Regions from separate parts of the Hordeum vulgare genome. Here region 1 is linked to region 2. The links are chromatin contacts, called in public Hi-C maps. All regions are on one chromosome and are shown on one strand. Each heading gives the region's core, a stretch centred on a gene start, on an enhancer-like site or on the middle of the called end of the contact. The rest is flanking DNA. Distances are from core to core; before and after follow the strand shown. Region 1 holds the start of LOC123426865 (pentatricopeptide repeat-containing protein At5g09450, mitochondrial-like). Region 2 holds the start of LOC123426861 (polyadenylate-binding protein RBP47-like).

Evidence for each region. Hi-C and Micro-C count contacts between places; a contact is called where the count stands out from the background.
Region 1: a Hi-C map of leaf shows a contact between it and region 2, with 2.9 times the contacts expected there. The contact joins the promoter of LOC123426865 here to the promoter of LOC123426861 in region 2. A contact is called at or near these places in 2 of 6 Hi-C or Micro-C datasets (leaf and seedling).

Annotation. Positions count from the first base shown.
Region 1 is chr2H:503,345,970-503,351,440 of MorexV3_pseudomolecules_assembly, reverse strand. LOC123426865 (pentatricopeptide repeat-containing protein At5g09450, mitochondrial-like) reads right to left here and starts at 1,978. Exons shown (of 2, transcript XM_045110763.1): 1 at 1,552-1,978; 2 at 1-668. The coding sequence starts at 1,905.
Region 2 is chr2H:502,651,634-502,657,443 of MorexV3_pseudomolecules_assembly, reverse strand. LOC123426861 (polyadenylate-binding protein RBP47-like) reads right to left here and starts at 3,105. Exons shown (of 6, transcript XM_045110759.1): 1 at 2,658-3,105; 2 at 1,164-1,617; 3 at 394-449; 4 at 175-305; 5 at 1-88. The coding sequence starts at 3,032.

The DNA.
Region 1 (5,471 bases), core at 729-3,228, 700 kb before region 2:
GTCATCCTCTGGGCGGTCATCTGCATCGATTTCCATATGTCCTTCACCCTGTCCAGGTTGCCGAGACCGGCGTGCAAGATGACGAGGAGGTCGTAGGTTATCCACTCCCTCTGGCTAATCTTCGCCTCGGCTTCCACCAGCGAATTCCCCGAGCTAACAAGCTGGCTGGCATCGACGTAGATGCTGGCAAGGTTTCGGTACAGCATCCATCCTTCGTTGGAGTTTGGATCTTTTGACATCTCGTCGAGGATTCCTTTGAACGCCTCGAGATCCATGGATGCAACCGATGCGCTGATCCGAAGGTTGTATGTGAATAGGTCTGGAGAAACGTTTTGCCTCTTCAATTCCTCAGCAAGAATTGGAACCTTATCAAGCTCTCCGACAGAAATATACAGGGTCATCATTTCGTTGTAGACCAGGACATCAATAGGTAGGTCTGCATCCTTCATTCTCTGAAACAGCCTCTCGGCTTTGTCTATCATCTTTGATCGAGCATATGAATGGAGGAGTGCAGTATATGCTTCCAGTGATTTGGCTGCAGGTGGAAGCTTCTCAAAAAAATCTTCGGCTGCATTAGCGCCAAAAACTTTTGTAATCAAGTCAATGCGCACTCCATAGTCGTTCTCAGATAAATCAGACTCATGATGTGTCTTCATCCACTCTGCCACCTGCAAAACTCAAAGTTAAGAACTAATGCTCATGCCCTTTTTCTTGTTTTTTTTAAGGAGAAATATAGCAGCCACGGTAAAATTGTTCAATCCTGTTTGTAAGAATTTCGTAGGTATCAAAGTAAGCAATGCAAACAGATAGAGGGAGAGAGAGGATTGTTTACTCGGCACACTGAGTTTTGTAAACAAGATAACGTGCTTATCATGCAGTTAAATAAAAAAAAAGATGGATTACCTAACACTACAATAAGATGGCACAGCATGTACATGAGATGAATGTTTATCTGACAATAACAACCTATCTAGTATTAAGAGTTTAGACCCGATACTACATGCATGCTACAGCTCCTCGTGACTCAGTACTACATGAGCTTACATGCCTCCTTTCCAATCAGCAATTGCAAAACAAGATCACTAAAGCACATACATGCTATTAGAATGATGCATAACTTGAAGGGAGACTTTATATAACAGAATGGCTATATTTCTTGTAAGCCGGCCAAATTGCACAAAAATTGTGTGCAACTTCACACAGTTCTATACAGAAAGTGGCACATATTTCTGAAATGTGCGCCTACCCTATTTCTGCCGGATAAAGGGTCAACATCCAACGTGAAATAGGTGATCCCTAACTTTAGAATTAACCAGCAGCAAATCCTTTCTATCCATACAGACAAATCGGCTACCTGAAGAATTCAACTACAGAAATCGAACATCAGCAAACATTTCATCACCATTTCCAAGCACGGCACAAACAGATCGTACCGCTGCGTTGCATATACATAAACAATAAACGTAAATCTGCACGGAATCGCCCCACGGAACCCTTGCCCTAACTACGCAGCGCAATCAGAGGGGATCAGGGATCTGGGGGCGCGCGAACCTCGAGCGCGTGCTTGTAGCGGCGGGCGCGGCTGAGGTCGCGGGCGATGCGGCGGAGCTCCGGCGCGGGGGCGGCGCGGCCCTCGCCGGCCCACTTCTCGAGCGCCTCCGTCGCGCTCCGCTTCGCCAGCCGCAGCCGGAAGATGTGGCTCCTCAGGTCGTCGTCCACGGCTACGACGACGACCGCGTCCTCAACGTCCGCCGGGATGGCCGGCGCAGCGGGGGCAGGGGACGGCGACTCCGCCGCAGAGGCGGTGCAGGAGGAGGAGGATAGGTGGCTAGGGCTAGAGGCGATAGAACGGGGGAGCGCAAGGTGCCGCGAGGCGCGAGCGGCTCGGAGAAGAGCCGCCGCCATCTCGTGTGCTCTGCCGCGGCGCTCCGCGCGAGCCAACCGTGACGCCGTAGTAGCAGTGTACAGTTTTCTTTTTTTTATGAGGGGAAATGGGAAAAGAGTGTACAGTTACAGTGCTGAGCTTCGGCTGCACAGTCGCCGCTACTGCTGGGCCGGAAATGTGCAATTTCTAAAATCTGCTGACAGTCGGCCGAGTACAGCGTGCGATTTTAGAGCAACTTTAAGTCCAGTCTTGGATAAAAAAAGGAAAATATAAGGAGAAGTGTCGGACCATAGCTCTTCCATGCGACGGCTTACACAGCCTCGCATGCAAGAATCTTTCATCTCATGATTACACAATCGCATTAAATGTTTTTTAAAACTCTAAAAATGATTTATCTAACAGATTCATATTTAATTAAAGATTCGTCTTCACCGTTAGGTTCATCTAGATGAGACGTTCAAATAAGATCGTGTGTTGACATGTTTCGTTGATTTTTTTGTCGTTCCTAGTTATCATATTTATGTCATCATAGTTGTCATCTTACGGATGTACAATTGTCATAAAAATTATACACAGTTACCGGGACAATAATTTTATGTTCTTTAAGTATTGCAGTGTTATGTGGAGCTAAAAAGTGGTTATTAAAGCACTAATAATAAGCAAGTAAATGCATGAACCAGCACAAGTACAATGAATCAAGTTTTTTAATGATGTATATCGCCATTCATAAACCTGATAACCAAGTTGATTTAATGTGAGTACTATGTGACAAGTAAGTGATAATAATTTGGCAAGTACCGACGAAAAAAAAGTTATCGAAACATGTCGGCATGGAATCTAGTTTTGAAGATCTCGTCGCGATATAGTGAGTGTTGAAAACAGATCATTAATTGAGATAACGGTTTGGGAGATAAATCTTTTTTAAAATACAAAATAAAAAATACATAATGATGTCATATTGCATGCATGCAAGAATGGATGAAAGGGAGCCGCCGCATGGAAAGACTAATTTTCTCAAAAATAAAAACGTAAGTCCAAAAGAAAAACGTAAGTCCAGCCCACATCAATAAAAACAGAAACTATTTTCTCAAAAATAAAAATCATCACCTCATATTATTCGTTAAACACCATTTTTTGTTTGCGGGTACGCTAAACACCATTTGGGGTTCTCATTCTCTATTGGAGGCCCTTTTTTACATGGTATTCCAACCAAATCCTCTCCGCCTCTTCCCTTTTTCCATGAAATCAAAAAAGAACGCACAATGGTGGATGGCTGAAAGCAACCATTGTTGGCGATGGTCAACGGTAGACGACAAAAAATTGAAGGCAATGCACAATGAAGGCCCATGTCGAGCGGTGATGGAGAGTCAAAATCGGGTAATCAACGATGACGATGAGTCATGGGCAATATTTGAGAAGGGATGGAAAGCCCATATTTTCTCCCCCAAGCATTTGGAGGGGAGTAGATTGAAAAAAAATGAGGAAGTGGGCAGGGGGGGGGGGGGGTTGGAATAGTTTTCTCTCTCAAAATCAGCCAAAACGAGGAACAAAGGACGGTGATGGGAACATGATTGGAATTGCTCTATGCTAAACAACTCATGATTTCCTAAATTCTCATAAGAAAACCGATAAGATACAATGGACAGTTAGAAGAGAGAGGTTTAGGGTTTTGCGTGGGGGTTAACATCCACCTCACGTCTTAGTATATATAGATGATCATGATACAATTACATACGTATTCCTATACGTGACAATATACAATATGCAAACTAGACCCTATTTTACATGCCCCTCATTCTGAATTACATACAAGATTCAGATTGGGCTTGAAGCGGTCTAGCATCTGTCGTGTAGCGGGTTTAGTAAATACATCCGCTAGCTGATCATCTGTTGAAATGAACCTGACATCCAATGCACCTGCAGCTACTCGTTCTCTCACAAAATGGAAATCAATCTCAATGTGTTTGGTCCGAGCATGAAACGTTGGATTCGCCGTCAAGTAAGTTGCCCCTGAATTATCACACCACAAAATGGGCGTGCGCTGCCGTGTAACTCCAAGTTCTTTGAGAACCGAGTCTATCCAAATGGCTTATGTCGCGCCATTTGCCAACGCCTTATACTCTGCCTCGGTGCTAGATCTCGAGACTGTAGGATGCTTCTTTGAACTCCAGGATATAAGATTGGGTCCAACAAATATAGCAAAGCCACATGTAGAGCGCATGTCATCGACACAGCTTGTCCAGTCTGCATCGGTAAATATACTGACTCCAATAAACCGGGACTTACGAATCCGGAGTCCCGTGTCTAGCGTACCTTTCACATACCTCAGAATACGCTTAACTGCTTCCCAATGAACCTCTGTAGGCTGAGACAAGAACTGGCACACTCTGTTCACAGCGAAGGAGATATCGGGACGAGTGAGTGTTAAATACTGAAGTGCTCCAACCACACTGCGATACCTGAAAGAATCACCAGTGCCCATTAGTGCACCACTGTGACGTGAGAGGCTCTCAGACGTAGCTATCGGAGTGGAAGTGGACTTCCAGTTCTCCATGTTGACGCGATGAAGAAGATCAAGCGCATACTTTCTCTGCGTCAATGCCATGCCCCCTGAATGAAAGGATGCTTCCAATCCAAGGAAGTACTCCAGCCGGCCCATGTCTTTGATGGGAAAAGTAGCGGAGAGTGACTGCACAAGGCGACCCACCACAGTGGGTGTACAGCCAGCAATCACAATATCATCAACATATACCAGCATGTATATCTGAATGGCCCCATGTGAAAAGATGAACAAGGACGTGTCTGCTTTGAAGGCAACAAAACCAAGCTGGGAAAGGCGCTTAATCAACCGAGCGTACCAAGCACGTAGTGATTGTTTGAGCCCATAGATTGACCTCTGAAGTTTGCAAACATGAGATGGATAGGTGGCATCCTCAAACACGGGAGGCTGTTGCATATAGACATCTTCGGTCAAATAACCATGGAGAAAAAGCCCTACTCACATCAGTCTGTTGAAGACTCCACCCACGAGAGACCGCGAATGAGAGAACTAAGCGAACCGTGGCAGGCTTGACCACTGGGCTGAAAGTATCTCCATAGTCAATCCCTTGCTATTGAGTAAAACCACGAGCAACAAGACGAGCTTTGTGCTTGTCAACAGATCCATCCGGCCGGTGCTTGGTCTTGAAGATCCACTTGCAGCCTACGACGTTAACACCAGGTGGCCGAGACACCAACACCCATGTGTTAGTGTGACGAAGGGCAACAAATTCTTCATACATGGCAGCACGCCAGGCGGGAGCACCGAGAGCCTCATGATGAGAGACTGGGGCGGCGAAGAACGCACGCCGACAGAAATCATACCGAACGGTGCCATTGGTGTAAGTCTTCTCCTTGCGTGTATGATCACGTTGTCGTCTGACCATGGCATGCCCGGGTACTCCATCACCGGTAGGAGCTGGCGTCGGAGGTGAGGACCCGGTCGGAGGTGTCGTGGCTGAGTTCTCCTCAACAATAGGCAACACGGGCTGTATCAAATCAGTGTGCTGGACCAGCGCAGGCGAACCTGGACAACCAGGCGATGGTT
Region 2 (5,810 bases), core at 1,856-4,355:
TGATGGGCTGCGGCCCCACGAAAGGCGAACTGCCTGCTTTCCAATGACAGCCCCATTCAACCCTTGAAGTGCTTCTTCTGCGTCAGTTCTAAAAACAGTGGCACAAATAGAAGTATTAGCTTGTAAGTTACATAGAAATAACCAGTAAAACACATAACAGCTTCAGAAACGTGCCTGTTGACATACTGAACAAAGCCACACTGCTTCCCTAGAGGAATTTTCACAGAGGCAACATCACCATATTTGGCAAATGATTTCCTCAGCTCGTCTTCACTAACATTTTGGTCGAGCCCACCAACATATACCTAAAGCAGGTTGAGAATTTCAGATTAGAAACTATGAAGCTACAAGGTTAATAAACAACATGGAAAACTCAGTATAGAGTATACACACCGTTCTGTTATTTGAATCGCCATCTGAATGGCCAGGTGTTGAGGAACCAGAATCACCTGAAGTTAATAGTCATTAAGTTGTGTAACAAGGGATTAAACCTATACGAATCTCATATGAGAAAATAACCATTTCCATATTGTCCTTAACAAAGAAGCAGAATACATAACATGCTACATATAAGAATGTGAGGACCAATAGCAATTGAATCAGTAGAACTGGCACCACTACAGCAGAAGGAACACTAGCACCGCAGTGGTCAGTAGATCATGGTGAAGTGGATTTGTTTGTTTCATACTATCTATTAATTTCTACAGGTCATGTACGTAGTCCAGAAAGGCAAAACAAGTACAGATGGATGATCAATAACAGAAAAAATCACCGTTCTTCATTAAAAGCAGGATGTGTTGCAAAATCCGAGATGAGGGAACTATCTGTTAATTTCTACAGGTCATGTACATAGTCTAGAAAGGCAAAACAAGTACAGATAGATGATCAATAATAACAGAAGAAATCACCGTTCTTCATTAAAAGCAGTATGAGTTCCAAAAGGCTAGATGGGAGAACACTAGGACAACATCAGGGCCATACAAGATATGAGTAGATTTTTCCGAAACAAATAGTGATAGTAATGGGTACAATGAGGCCATGAAATGAGTCAAATTTAGTGAAAGTTGAAGGACTTGTATGAAAAATACAAAACAATCCATAAACTAACAAAAAGAAGGCCGTACAGTTTAGGGCTGCAGAACAACCGCAAAGAAGGGACATACCAGAGGTTCTTCTAGGCGTTGCAGGTCCTATACGAATAGGTCTAGTAGAGCAATAAACACCGTTCATTTCAGTCATTGCATGAGCTTTGTCAGTATCATCTCCAAATCTAACAAATCCATAGCCCCTAGAACGGCCAGTGTTTGCATCAATAATAACTTTAGCTCCTTTCACGGAGCGATACTTGCTACCAAAAAGCTCCATCAACATTTCATCGGTAACATCAGCAGCTAAATCACCAACAAAAATTGAGTGGTCAGAGACAACTTCTGATCGCTTTTCACCCATGCTATAGGATGCCCAGTTTAACTTAAAGGCTCGATCAGTGTTGGGCATCACATGACCAGTAAAATTCTGAAGAGCTTTATCCGCTGATGCATGGGAAAAGAACTCTACAAAACCATATCCCTCTGATTGTCCAGTTTGCCTATTGCGGATAACTTTTATGGTTACCACCTATGAAGCAGATGTAGAGAAAAAGGTGAATAAACCAGTAGTTGAACAAGAGAAGAATTATACGCAATGATTTAATAAGGAAAAAAAATGAACCCATGAGTGGTTAACATTCATTATGTCTTTTAATAAACCCATCATGGTTTATGTGTGTGAAGGATAGTTCCTGGAAAATTGTACAAACACAAGACCGCATACAACTTGCTTTCTTTGTTACCACCTATGAAGCAGATGTAGAGAAAAAGGTGAATAAACCAGTAGTTGAACAAGAGAAGAGTTATACGCAGTGATTTAACAAGGAAAAAAATGAACCCATGAGTGGTTAACATTCATTATGTCTTTTAATAAACCCATCATGGTTTATGTGTGTGAAGGATAGTTCCTGGAAAATTGTACAAACACAAGACCGCATACAACTTGCTTTCTTTGTTACCATTTTCCAGACAAAGTACTTGCCACCTTTTCCACTTCCTGTCCACGTCAGTAAGCAAACCTCCCAATAAAAGATGGTAGTAATTGGTCAAGGCTTTCATTATGGCTTCCTTTTGCCTCTCCAACTGGTGTTTTACTTATTCCGTAATCACCAAAATGCATAACGAGCCCAGCTCATTCGTAACTTCTATTAAATTATACACGTCAAGACCATTTCCTCCAAACGAGTACTACTAACCAAACTAGTTTAAATCCCCAAAGTCGGCACATTTGGAAGCTAGCATCGCAAAGAATAATGCAATTTTGTTCGTTATTGCGTACAATCCAGAGGGAAGAAGAAATTGCTTGCAGTTATGGCAGTAATCAAAGAAGAGCACTCCGTACGTACTGTATTGAATGGCCTTAAAGTTGGCGCCTTGAGCAACAACTTTTCACGGCTAATTATAGAAGCATCGCCTTTTATTCGCATCAAGTGACAAGTAAGCACAAAATATACGCTTTCATGGCAATTTGATGGCACAACACATGAATCAGGACAAAGGAATGGGGCGAATCTTACTGTATTCGCGAGATCTAGTACGGACAAGTCCGGATCGGGAGAGAACACGAACCTCGCCGCTGGGGCCGAAGCAGTTATGGAGGTAGTTCTCGTCCATCCAGTACTGGAGGTCGCCGACCCAGATCGTCTTGTTCTCCTCGCAGCCGTTCCCGCCGGATCCGGCCGCGGGTGGCGTGGGCGTGCGTCGCCCGGCCGCGGCGGGCGGAGGCGGCGGCCCCGGCGCGTAGTGCTTGGCGAACTGCGGCGGCGGCGGGGGCGGGGCGGCCACCATGGACGGCGGCGGGTAGGGGAGGACGACCCACCGCGGCTGCGGCATGTGGTGGTGCGGGTGCGCGTGATGCGGAGGCGGGTGCGGATGCGGGTGCGCGTGGGGTTGGTGAGGCGGCACGGCCACCTGTGATTCGGTGGTGGTCGCCGCCATCTGCATCACCGTCCGCGCCGCCGCCGCCGAGGAGGGTCGCCTGGGGTTGGGGGAGTCTCGTGAGGTTGCGGAGGGCGGAAAGAGAGGGTGCCCGTGGGTGAGGTGACTGGATATATAGCGGGCTGGCGGCGGATTCAGGCCGTCGGATCTAGGAGTTCGTTATTCTGCTGGTCGTTGATTGAATGTGCGAGGGAGGCGACGTGTAGGGCCGGTGGGAGGTCCCAGGTTTGGAGCGCGTTGGTAGCTGCCGTTATAGCGCTGACAGTGTGGGCCCTGTGGTTTGGGAGTGCGATTGGCGAGTGTTTTTCTTTTCTTTTCGAGAGTGTTGTTGCTGGTTTTATATAATGCTTTTCGTATTTATTATACTGCCATAAATCAGTGTATGGTTGAGTGTCTTCCGATAACATTTGGGCGAATAGGAACGAAACAACTATGTCATTCTGTTAATATAAATTAGTCTAAAATTTGTCTTACATTTTGAGACGAAAATAATAATGTTCATGTTAATTGGCAGGTATGAATGAGGTCGTGCTGGACAAAGCTTTTTAAGATAGAAAGTACTAATCCTTCCATTCTAATCTCAAGTTAATTTAGTGTACCATATAGCACACATTTTGCTATCAAAATTAAAGATATATAAAGATGTGCGAAGAGAGCTAGTATTAAGAAGTTTCGTTGAATTGGTATGTGGGCTCACCGTAAAAATGTTGACAACAAATGAATAGAACTTTCATCAAAATCAAACAATCACTATGGAACCTTTGGTAAGTGGTTGATTCGAGAACCCATATGCACACTATATCACACCATGACCATCACAAGATTAAGATTTGGATAGTTCAACCACTAATGACATGATCTTGTGTGTCATATACTATGATTTTTCTCTTCACATCATGGAGATTCATTTGAGGTTTACGCCAAGCCTCTCAAAATAGAATGTTTCAACGTTCATGGTGTTGTTATGGTCTTCGAGGATCTAACCGCTTGATCGTTGTTCAAGCAAACTATTAGGTTTTGCATGAGGCTTTGATAAGATATTATACGCTTCAATTCGCCGTTTCATGGTTTGTGTGTCTCGTGTTGTGGTTAAGTGGCTTCTTTCAACAAACGGCTAGTTCTTGCTCAAGAAAGTCTAGTGTCGACACAACATGAATGTACGAGTGATTTGCTTTAGGGTACCAATGTTAGGTTGCACTATTCTAAGTTGCATAGGATCTCATGTTTGGCCAAGTGTAATTATATGCCAAGTAATAAATATGTATTCTATTGCAAAATAAAATGGTATGTAACCTAGTAAGTAAACAAAATAGGATATGACAACCGGTTATTCTAAAGTACACGTGTATCTTAAGTATTAACTTGATACCGAACTTGTGGACATGCATGTGGGGTTGTCGGTGGGGTTGTATAATTAAGAAGTGATATTATGTGGCATTAGTATCGGTGGTGCTTACATGTCTATATTTAGAAATATGATATGGAATGACTTTATTTAGCCATGGGCATTCAAGTTAGCATGTGTTGTTTTTAGCATATCATTTGAATGGGAACTTAGATAATTCGGTTTTTAAGGAGTGGAGTTCCTTCTCTGTAAGAAGAGTTGGTCTAGAGTGTGATTTAGATCAAAATAAAATTAAGGAGCTAGTGGTAGCGGGTTGTGGCAAAACAGTAATATCACGGTGATGGTATCTCAAGGGGTGCTTTTCCTCTCAATGCTGATGAGATATCTAGAGCTTTTATTTATAGTCTTCTTTGGAACAAATAGCATTGAAGTCAAAATATCCTCTCAGTGGTAGTTTATACAAAATAACTATATGTATAACTATAAGTGTGTTCTTATCCGTCAAAACACTTCCGTGCCCTTCAACTAGATGTCCTGCTTTTTTCGATACTCCATGATGCGCGCATACATCTTTATTAGAATACATTATTGATCGTCCAAAGCAAAATGTAAGGTATAGTGAAAGGCCCAACCATAGCAGGTGGATGACAGGATTGCATGACTCATAAACATAATACATAACTATTACTAGATCACCATCCAAACCAGTTGAATGTTTGTTGTGGTGCTTCTATGGTTGCACTCAAAGGCTATAGGCACATGATCCTCCACGGATTGCACAGAGCACCACACATTACTACTCCCTCCGTCCCAAAATTATTTTTTTAGGTTTGTCTAGAAATGGATGTATCAAAATACTAAAACATGACTAGATACATTCATATCTAAACAAATATAAGACAAGAAGGGACGAAGGGAGTACAAATTAGAGTAGCACTACCCCCTCATCATTGACCGGTCATTGTCCACATGTTAGTGATGATCATTAAAACTAACTGGGCACTCCAGATGTGTTAGTGATATCAATTTTGGTTTCGGTTCAATGGTTATCACGGATCGTTCTAATGTTGACCAGTAAGTGATAGCTTGTCCCAATGATTGAACTAGACTGATTATTATCACCCATTGTCTGTTATATTTGACTCGTATGTGTGTAGACATCTTAAGTATGGCCCTTTGGTTTTGAGTCGGATAGTGTTGTGATATACACAACCTAATATAATTCATCGTCCACTCCTCATCTCCAATCCAAACTTTGTTATCGCCATCGAGTCCCTTCCCCCCACTGGTCAGTATTGTAATATATTTCAATAATACCAGAGCATTGGCATGTCGGTTGATGTGGTTGTATGGCTGAATTTTCCATGTTTGCTTTTTAATATATAACTAGGTTTTTGCTTTTTCTTTAAAAAAACATGGTCGTTGATGGGCCACGTAGT